3 separate regions of the Mus musculus genome follow, and all the other regions are linked to region 2. The links are chromatin contacts, called in public ChIA-PET and Hi-C maps. All regions are on one chromosome and are shown on one strand. The core of a region is the stretch at or near the end of the contact, and the rest is flanking DNA. Distances in the headings are between cores, read along the strand shown. Region 1 holds the start of Mlxip (MLX interacting protein). Region 2 overlaps Denr (density-regulated protein). Region 3 has its middle 16 kb from the start of Gm23458.

Region 1 (2,934 bases), core at 19-2,518, 520 kb before region 2:
CAGGTGTAGCTTCCTTGTCATATACAGAAGACACCCTGATCTTTTCCCCTCTTATAATCTCTCGTGGTGGTTACAAGGCCAGCCTTGTCTACATAAGGACTACATGTAGAGATTCTGTCTCCAAACAAAATCTTTTATTTATTTATTTTTACCTTTATTTATCGTGAGAAGCGCAGATGCCACAGTGGGGTTGGGGTGGTCAGAGATTAAGTTGTTGGGAGTCTTCTATCTTGTGGGTCCCACGGGTTGGAATGAAGGTCAGACTTAACAGCAAGTGCTTTTATTTACCTACTGAACCATCTCACTGGATTTCCTAAAATATAAAATAAAATAAAAGTGTCTTTGAGACAGGGTATCATGCAGTTCAAACTAACCTAGAATTTGGGGAACTTCTGATCCTCCCACCTCTGCTCCCCTCCTGTTAGGATTGCAGGCACGCGCATGTGTTACCATGACTGGCTCATTGCTATTTTTAGGTTGACACAACTTTCTGAGACCTAGGAATTGCAGTAAAGACAACTAGGCTCCAAACTTCCCCTTTGGAATTTGGCTTCTGGGCCAAACTTCCAAACAATAGCGACAGTATTTTGATTTGTGGCTGAAGTTGTTGGGTCTGGAGGCAGACAGCTAGGCTCCTGCAGAACTCTACTACTGTTTAAGAGCGGTGATGCCCAGGAGCCATGCCTTAACCCGGGAGAGTCAGTTTCTGCCCCTAAGGATGTGATGATTCTGTGAGCCTTGCTCTTGGGTCTTGTTGGAACCTTAGGCACACCCCTTAGAGTGTAGGTAACTCAATCTTCTCATCAACAAAATGGGGACGGTAGACAAAATCAGGAAGGCTTTTGAGGACTCAGTTCCGGGTATGGAGGGAGAAAGCTGGCCTAATGTGGGGGAAGGAGCTCCACCCCTACCCACCACGTGGAGTGCCCTCCTTGCCCGCAGTGAGGCCGCAGGGCTATTCCCAAGCTCCGGGCGTGGCGGAGGCGGGGCAGGGGCTGGAGCCAGACTAGTTGAACAGACAGCCAATGCCGCCCTGAGCCCAGGCTCCCCGAGAGGCGCGGCCTGGCTTTCTCGTCTCTCTACTCCAGGGCCAGCCGGAGGGGAAAGAGGACAGCCAGGGGCCGGGCGTGGAGGCGTGGCCTCCGGCTTTTTTTTTTTTTTGTCCGCCCGGAGAAGAAAAGCTTCCTCCTGCACCTTTAAGAGGCAGAGGCGAGCATCCGATTGGCCAAGACGACAGTGACGTTACGAGGAGGCCCGCGCCCTCCCCCTCAGGCCGCGCGTTCCCGGGCAGTCTGCGCGAGGGCCGGGCCGGGTCGGGCCGGCGGCCCCCTCCGTTCCCCGTGCTTCTCCGCTTTACGTCGCCCCGGCTCCCGGGGGATGCCCCGGACCAGGTTCTCCTCATGGCTGCCGACGTTTTCATGTGTTCGCCGCGCCGGCCCCGCAGTCGGGGCCGTTCGGTGCTGCTCAAGCCTCAGGTGCCCGAGGACGACGACGACTCGGACACAGACGAGCCGTCTCCGCCGCCCCCCTCCGGCGTGGCCACTTCAGCCCGGGCCCACGCGAGCGCCGCGCCGCTGCCGCCTCGGGCCGGCCCGGGCCGCGAGGAGCCTCCGCGCCGACAGCAGATCATCCACAGCGGCCACTTCATGGTGTCCTCTCCGCACCGCGAGCACCCGCCCAAGAAGGGCTATGATTTCGACACGGTCAACAAGCAGACGTGCCAGACCTATAGCTTCGGCAAGACCAGCTCCTGCCACTTGTCCATCGATGCGTCGCTCACCAAGCTCTTCGAGTGCATGACCCTGGCCTACAGGTAGGGGACCCGGTGACGCCCCCACCCGACTCCCAGACCTGGCCGAGCCCCATCTTCACCCCGGTCTCTCTTGAACAAAAACCCAGCTTGGACCTTTGGCTTCACACTGTCCCTTTGGAAATTCCTTCTAGGACGATTTGTGAGTCTGGGGTCTCCACCATGGAGAGAGGCGCCAGGGTTCCGGCCTTGTAGCCCTGTCAGCCGGTCGTTCCTGGGTTCTTCCGGCTTCGTGTTCCCCATCCAGGCCCTCCCCTCCTCCAATGCCCGTGGTCACCGGTTTTAGACAAGAGTTAGGTGTAGCTACAGGCTGTGTGTTGTTGTTTTCCTCCTTTTCTTTTGGCTCTGTGGACCCCTTCCTTCTATTGCTTTGTGTGTTTACAGCAACACCCAACGGTTAAGATCACCTGTCCAGGGTGGCTAGGGCGCTGGCTGCACTATCTTAATGATTGTGTAACGCCTTGGAGCCTGTTTCCTTGTCTATAAAGGGGGGCGGGGTGGGGGGTGACAGTAGTGTTGACCTCTAGGGGGCTGCTTCAGGGAAGGGTTGAGATAGGCCGAGTGGGTTTTTAGGTGCTGCTTAAATGTGAGTTACTTTTCCTGATTGTCCATGCATCTGGAGCCTGGGTTCTCTTACATCTCCTTTACAGGGAAATTCTGAGGCAGGACCCTTTGCACACAGTGGACTTGTGGAGTTTATTTTCCTGGGAAGTTGGAATTTGTTTTTGTTTTGTTTTGTTTGTTTGTTTCCTTTTTGAGCCAGGGTCTTTTGAGCAGATGCTGGCTGGCCTTGAACTCCTCCTGACTGCCCTGCCTCCGCTTCCCAAATTCTGTGATCACAAACATATGCCTCTCATGCCCACATCTGGCTAGAGGGTTTTCTGACTGACCCTAAAAACTTATGTGTGAGATGTCAGTAGGGCTGACATCCCAGACACTGCCCTGAAACGGGGAATTCAGCTTTGGACAGAGATCTCTTTTGAACGTCATAGAAATGCCTTTCCTTGGAGGGCTAGCCTTTCTTTCTACCCTCTTACTCTTCCCCAGTATGTCTTCTAGGCAGGCATTTTAGGCAAGTTTTCTGCCTCAGCCAGAGACCTTCTCTGAACTGCTAGTGATTAGAG
Region 2 (3,245 bases), core at 132-2,631:
CTTAACATTCACTGAGCAGCTGTTGGTATTAGGGGCAGGAGGGCAGTCAGGGTACACAGGTGTAATCGGTAGCAGAGGGAAACAAGAAATACACATCTGGGACAGTCTCGGTGGTGGTGTGGAAGGGGAGGGGTTGTGGAGAGTTGGAGGAGACTGTAGAGGTGAGCACAGTTGGTAGGAATAGGCGGGAAGGTAGAATTTAAGCAGGGAAAGCGGTAGGAAAGGATGGGGAGTGGAGATTTGCAGGCATTGTGGTGTGCTTGACAATGGTCTTTGAAGTAGGAGCAGAAAATTGAGACAGTTGGGTCTGGGACCTAAGTGTGGGGACTTGGGTCTTAGATGCTGTTGGTCACTGAAGGATTTTGAGCAAAGAAGCTATGTTCTCCCGTAGCTTCATGTCTGGCAGCAGGATAAAAGTTGGAGGAAGCAGACTTAGTGACTGACCAGCCTACAGGAAGATTCAGTCAGAACTAAGTGGGGTTTAGAAGAATGGTGTCATGGACCTACAATCCCAGCTGCTCAGGAGACTGAGGCAAGATCATCTGAGACCAGGAATTCCCGCCTAGCCTGGGTGGTAGTGTTATGTGGCCGTCTCTCCTCCTCTGTGTTTACTTACGAGTCTGTGTGTGTCCTCACCATGGGTCCTCACAGATGCTGGTTGAGGCTGGCAGATCTCCTGGAGTTACAGGTGGTTGTGGGCCCCTGATGTAGGTGCTGGGAACTAAACTCCCATCTTTGCAAGAGCAATGGGTGTATTAAAGTGCTGTGCCACCTCTCCAGCCCCTGGAGAGATACGAGTTAGAGGACACTGGTGTTATCTCAGCTAGAGACTTACTTAGCAGGGATTTAGAGGACAGCTTGACTTTATTTAGAAAACATGTTTTATGCTTCTGCTTGTGCCATTGTGTTTCATTCAGAGAAATGAGTAATGCACAATTGTCTTGAGGAAGCTCTCATCTTAGCTAAAGACTAACACTTATAGGTGAGTTAGGAAATACTAAACAGTTTGATAGTACATCAGCAGACAATTGTCTTTAGATCAAAATGTCAGGGTACTGTCACTTGAAATAATCGTGTATCTTTTACCTCTGAAACCTGCAGAGCAGTATTTGAGAAGTAAGTGGTAGAGACAGTGATGAAGGCAGACAGGCTGGTGCATGCTGGTGACCTCAGCACCCAGGAGGCGGAGGCTGCAAGGTCATGGCATTTGAAGCTAGCTAGAGTGTGTTTCCTGCCTGGTACTCAGTATTCTTGGAGTGTTAAGAGAGGGAAAACCCTAGAATATTTGATTGAGAAATAGAAGAGATGGTGACACATAGGTGACTTTAAAAAGGAGACAGCTGGGGGTGGGGGCTGGAATGAAGTACTCTGTCAGCTAGGAAGTGGTTAGGAGGCTTGTGGTCCCATGGCTCTAACCTCTCTCATCTTTTTTCTCCCCATCTCTAGTCTGTTCATTACCAACAGAGGTAAGTCCTGCTCGGCGGGTTTGTTGTTCTCTTTTTTCTGCATATGAGATCACTCTTGATGTTAGAGCTAATCTAAGAACTTCTGTTTTTCATTTCCTATCATTTGATAGCATTTCAACTTTTTTTTAAATTAATTTATTTATTTATTATATGTAAGTACACTGTAGCTGTCTTCAGACACACCAGAAGAGGGAGTCAGATCTCATTATGGATGGTTGTGAGCTACCATGTGGTTGCTGGGATTTGAACTCTGGACCGTTGGAAGAGCAGTCGGTGCTCTTAACCACTGAGCCATCTCTCCAGCCCCCGCATTTCAACTTTTTATAGACAACTTTGGATCAGAATAGTTTGTGTGTATGTGTGAGAGTGTGCGTATGTAACATGTTCCACAGTGCACCTGTGTAGGGCCGAGGAAAACTTGGAGTCAGTTCTCTCCTATCCTGTGGGTTCCAGGATACCAAAGTCACGCAAGCTTGGTGGCAAGGACATGAACTCACCTAGTCATCCTGCTGACCCTGGATCAGGAAATTTTTATCTTATAAATTAGACTTTTGAGTTGTCCATGTACCCTGTTACTTGCTTGTTTCTTTAAATTAGGGTCTTAGCTAGGTGTGATTGGTGCACACCTTTAAGCCTTTAATCCCAGTACTTAGAAGACACAGGCAGGTGGATGTCTTATTTGAAGCCAGCCTGGTCTACAAAGTAAGTTCCAGGATAATCAGAACTGCACAGAGAAACTGTCTCAACCAAAATTGAATGAATGTTGGAATGTTGGAAGGTCTTACTATGTTGCCTAGATTATCCTTGAACTCACACATTTAAACAATCCTCCTGCCTCAGCCTCTTGAATAGCTGTGACTATAGATGTCATTTTTTCTTAAAAAAAGATTTGAGTTACTTATTTATTGATTTTACTGTGTCTGTGCCTGCATGAGTTGTATATTGTGTGTGCACAGCAAGTGCCTTAGGTCAAAGGCGGCCTTGGAGTCGCTGGAACTGCAGTTACAGATGGTTGGCAGCTGACTGTGGGTGCCAGGACCTAAATCCAGGTCCCATGCAAGAGCTGTAAATACTCTGAACTGCTGAGCATCTCTGGCTATAGGTTTTAGATTTTTGTGTGGAATTCATAGTAGTCAGATGATGGAAGCAAATGACCTGAAAGCCAGGACGTAATGCTAGAGTGGAGGAAGAATGGGGAGGTCGCCGTGTAAGGCTTTCTCTCAGTCAAGCTCTGTGGACAAGTCAGGAAAATAATGAGGGCCGTGCTTTTGTAATGACAGGAGGTGGCCTCACTGTGTGCTTTATGACTTTGATCTCACAGTTCTTGACCTGGTCCTCTGAGTGCTGGGCTCACAGGCATGTGCCTGTGCACCTGGCTGTCACTCCTCCAGGGACCCTTCTGCTGTGTGGAGAAAGAAACTGCTGCCCCGAGGGGTCCTGATCTGGGCTGGCTGGCTGGCTGGCTTTCTTTCTTTCTTTCTTTCTTTCTTTCTTTCTTTCTTTCTTTCTTTCTTTCTTCCTTCCTTCCTTCCTTCCTTTCTTTCTTTTTCTTTCTTTCTTTCTTTCTTTTTTTAATATTTATTTATTATTATACATAAGTACACTGTAACTGTCTTCAGACACACCAGAAGAGGGCATCATATCTCATTACAGATGGTTGTGAGCCAGTGTGTGGTTGCTGGGAATTGAACTCAGGACCTTCGGAAAAGCAGTCAGTGCTCTTACTCTCTGAGCCATCTCTCCAGCCCTTGGGGTTTATTTCTTAAAGGTTTAGATTTC
Region 3 (2,859 bases), core at 136-2,635, 540 kb before region 2:
GCTTTAGGGTTTTTTGTTGTTTTTAGGCAAGGGTTCACTTTCTGTCCTCCCTGTTTGTATCACAAAGGTGTTGAGAGTAAGTCCTCCTGGTGAGGTTTGATCTGTGGCTGTGTAATGCTAAATTCTGTACCGGAAGGGAAGGTCTAGACCTAAGTGAATTCTCCTGTTCACCAGTTTTTGTTGCACAAACCTTGATTTAAAGCTCTTGGTTAAATAAAATTGGCTCTAGCCAACTACTGGAGAGATTAGGGGTAGGTGAATTTTGAGTTCCCTGGTTGGGGGTGGAGAAGAGAGAAAAAATGGGGAGAGGACAAAAGGAGGAGGAAAAATGAGAGGAGAGGAAGCCAAGATGGATCACGGGCACATGGCCAAGAGAAAGGGCAAGTATCTGGGGTACACGCCTGGGGACATAGTCTAAGTCTCATTTATTTGTAAATCAGTTGGGGATAAGCTTAAATCAGTTGTTCTACACAAGGGTACCCCAAGCCTGAATTTTTTGTTTTTGTTTTTGTTTTAAAACGGGATCTTGCTGTGTAACTGAAATTGGCTTAAACTTGTGATCCTCCTGCCTCAGCCTCTGAAGTGTCAGGGTTGTAGAGGGATACATAGGCATGTACCGCCATGTTTGCCCCGCCCCCCGCCCCCCCCCCCCATCCATCAGATCTGTGTCCCATCGTGGATGTTACGTCTGCCTTCTCTGCTGCAGGAGGCTCTGGCTGACTCAGGTGGACACAATTGTACTGCGACCTCTTTTTGGCCTGTAGCTGCTTACCGGTGGTCAGGCTCCAACCAGAGCCATCTGGCTCGTTCTCAGCCCTTCCTCGTGGGCTTTTTCCTGCCGGTGCAGTCTCACTTCTTGCAGCTGAAACTTGGCTCTGGTCCCAGGCAGAGGGCTGAGGAAGTTTAGAGGTCCGAGAAGATGAATGGCTTCTTGTATCTGCTTCTCCTTCCCGCTCCTCCTCTTCATCGTGTACCGGGTTTTTTTTTTTTTTTTTTTTAAAACCGGAATTGATTGCTCAGCTAAATCAGTCCCTTCTAGGGAAATTTCAGCTGTATAAAACACAAGTCATGGGGACCTTGCTTACATAACAGGGTTTTGGTTTTTGTTTTTGGGGGTTTTTTGTTTGTTTAAAAAAAGGGGGGTGGTAGCCGGGCATGGTGGCGCACACCTTTAATCCCAGCACTCGGGAGGCAGAGGCAGGTGGATTTCTGAGTTCGAGGCCAGCCTTGTGAGTTCCAGGACAGCCAGGGCTACACAGAGAAACCCTGTCTGGAAAAAATACAAAACAAAAAAAAAGGAAGAAGACTCCACTGGCTCAGCTGGTGCACATTCATGGCGTGCTCGCTTTCCTGGGATTCACACTGCTCACATGCTTGCTCTGAGACTCTTGCCACATCTCCTACCCACATCTCTAGTCCCCAGTTCTGTCTCTTGTCCTGTGTCACTTTCTCCATGGCTCCAGCTGTCTCTTGACTATGTGGCGCTGCTTTCTTTCATATCTCCCTTCATGACGGGTAAACCCGTGCACAGAGCAGACATTGGTTGAGGACACTCTGTAAGAAGGACCCGGGCAGCTGTGACTCACTTGGCTGAAAAGTGAGCCAAAGCCCTAAGCAAGATGCCCGGCAGACAGAAAAAAAAAAACAAAACAAAAAACTCAAGTCCCTGGGAAAGCAACAATATGACTGAGGTCAGTGGTAGAGTTGAGGAGAGGTAGGGTAGGTCCTATAAGGTCAGCCAAGTTTAACTTCAAAGCTCACAGTAAACCGTTTAGGCAAGTTGCATTTCCCTCTGCCTCCACCAGAGGACGCCCTTCACTGTTTCTAATTGTTAGTCTGGGCTGTCCAGCTGAGGCAATCTCTAGACTACAGCTATTGGTTCAGGGATGGATGCGTGACCTAAAGAGGTGCAATGAGAGAGTCAGCTTGGGGAATTTCCAGGGCACTAGTTTAAAGATGGCTTTTGGAGCCCGTGTCCAGGTTGTTAAACGTGACCGAAGCCAACACAAAGTGTTGAGAGCCCGCGAGGCTGAGGTTTCATGTTAGGGAAGCAGCCCCAATTGCCTCTCTCCAACCTGTTGGTCCTGTGAGCCAATATATGCCCTGGAAGGGTTAGGCTAGTTTGTAGGAGTCTTTCCTCAGGTGAGACCCTCAGCCTACATCCCAGGGCTCAGAGTGTCTATTTGATGACTCCAGTCTTGACAGAGCCCTCCAACTCTTGAGTCCTCTTTGCTAAATATACAGGCAAGACAATGTAAGGGACATCTGTCCCGGCTCCAAACATCCCCTTTTAGAGCTGGGTAACAAGGATTTTGAAATTTCAAAGCTGAGAACAAGAAGATAAACAGAATAGCATGGACGTAATTCTCAGACTGTCCATACAGCCTTTCCCGGAGTCTTTGGCACTCTCCTGCTACCTGCTCACCCTCAGGCAAGTCTCTTACATTTTTCTCTTTGGTAAAACAGGGAGAATAATAGAGCCCGCTTCTAATTGTAAAAAACAATTACATTTTGGGGGGGAAGGAGAGGGTGATCGGGTTGAGAAAGTGCACATGCCACAGCCAGCATGGAGGACAATTTGCAGGATGATTGACATTGGACTTGCCCGACCAGGGTGCCCCACCCTGTGCATAGCCTGACTAGTCCCTGTGGGATAAGTGGAGCTCCCCGGATGCAGTCAGAGAAGAAGAGATTCTAGGGCTGAGGAGAGAACATGAATACAGGACTTCAGGTCAGATAACACATCCCAGCCCTGAGCACTGGGCTCAGGAATGCAAGCCCTGAGCAGGCTCAGTAAAGCAGCCTACTGGAGACCCTGTCTTCCAGTACCTGTTGCTTTTTCTCCATCTGCTCACTGAA

Evidence for each region. A called contact is a pair of places that touch in the nucleus more often than the background predicts. ChIA-PET counts read pairs in DNA pulled down with a chosen protein or histone mark.
Region 1: an RNA polymerase II ChIA-PET map of memory CD8 T cells shows a contact between it and region 2, with 5 read pairs. The contact joins the promoter of Mlxip here to the enhancer-like site in region 2. A contact is called at or near these places in 13 of 39 promoter capture datasets (the 3T3-L1 cell line, 3T3-L1-derived adipocytes, HPC-7-derived erythroid cells and 9 more) and 2 of 115 datasets of contacts at active chromatin or transcription factors (large pre-B cells and memory CD8 T cells).
Region 3: a Hi-C map of CD8 T cells shows a contact between it and region 2, with 3 times the contacts expected there. The contact joins two enhancer-like sites. A contact is called at or near these places in 5 of 39 promoter capture datasets (HPC-7-derived erythroid cells, hippocampal neurons, liver and 1 more), 1 of 15 datasets of contacts at CTCF or cohesin (embryonic stem cells), 2 of 484 Hi-C or Micro-C datasets (CD8 T cells and pro-B cells) and 1 of 115 datasets of contacts at active chromatin or transcription factors (large pre-B cells).

What each region holds. Positions count from the first base shown.
Region 1 is chr5:123,393,530-123,396,463 of GRCm38.p6, forward strand. Mlxip (MLX interacting protein) reads left to right here and starts at 1,269. Exons shown (of 17, transcript NM_133917.3): 1 at 1,269-1,813. The coding sequence starts at 1,401.
Region 2 is chr5:123,913,745-123,916,989 of GRCm38.p6, forward strand. It overlaps Denr (density-regulated protein), which reads left to right. Exons shown (of 8, transcript NM_026603.4): 3 at 1,447-1,466. Among named protein-coding and RNA genes, the nearest start is that of Denr, 8.1 kb to the left of the region's middle. Within about 2 kb of position 1,382, at least 59 of the 459 cell types and tissues checked have an H3K27ac peak or open chromatin away from gene starts, as enhancers often do. A contact at or near this core is called in CD8 T cells and memory CD8 T cells, where this site is marked.
Region 3 is chr5:123,375,881-123,378,739 of GRCm38.p6, forward strand. No RefSeq gene overlaps it. Among named protein-coding and RNA genes, the nearest start is that of Gm23458, 16 kb to the left of the region's middle. Within about 2 kb of position 1,386, at least 92 of the 459 cell types and tissues checked have an H3K27ac peak or open chromatin away from gene starts, as enhancers often do. A contact at or near this core is called in CD8 T cells, where this site is marked.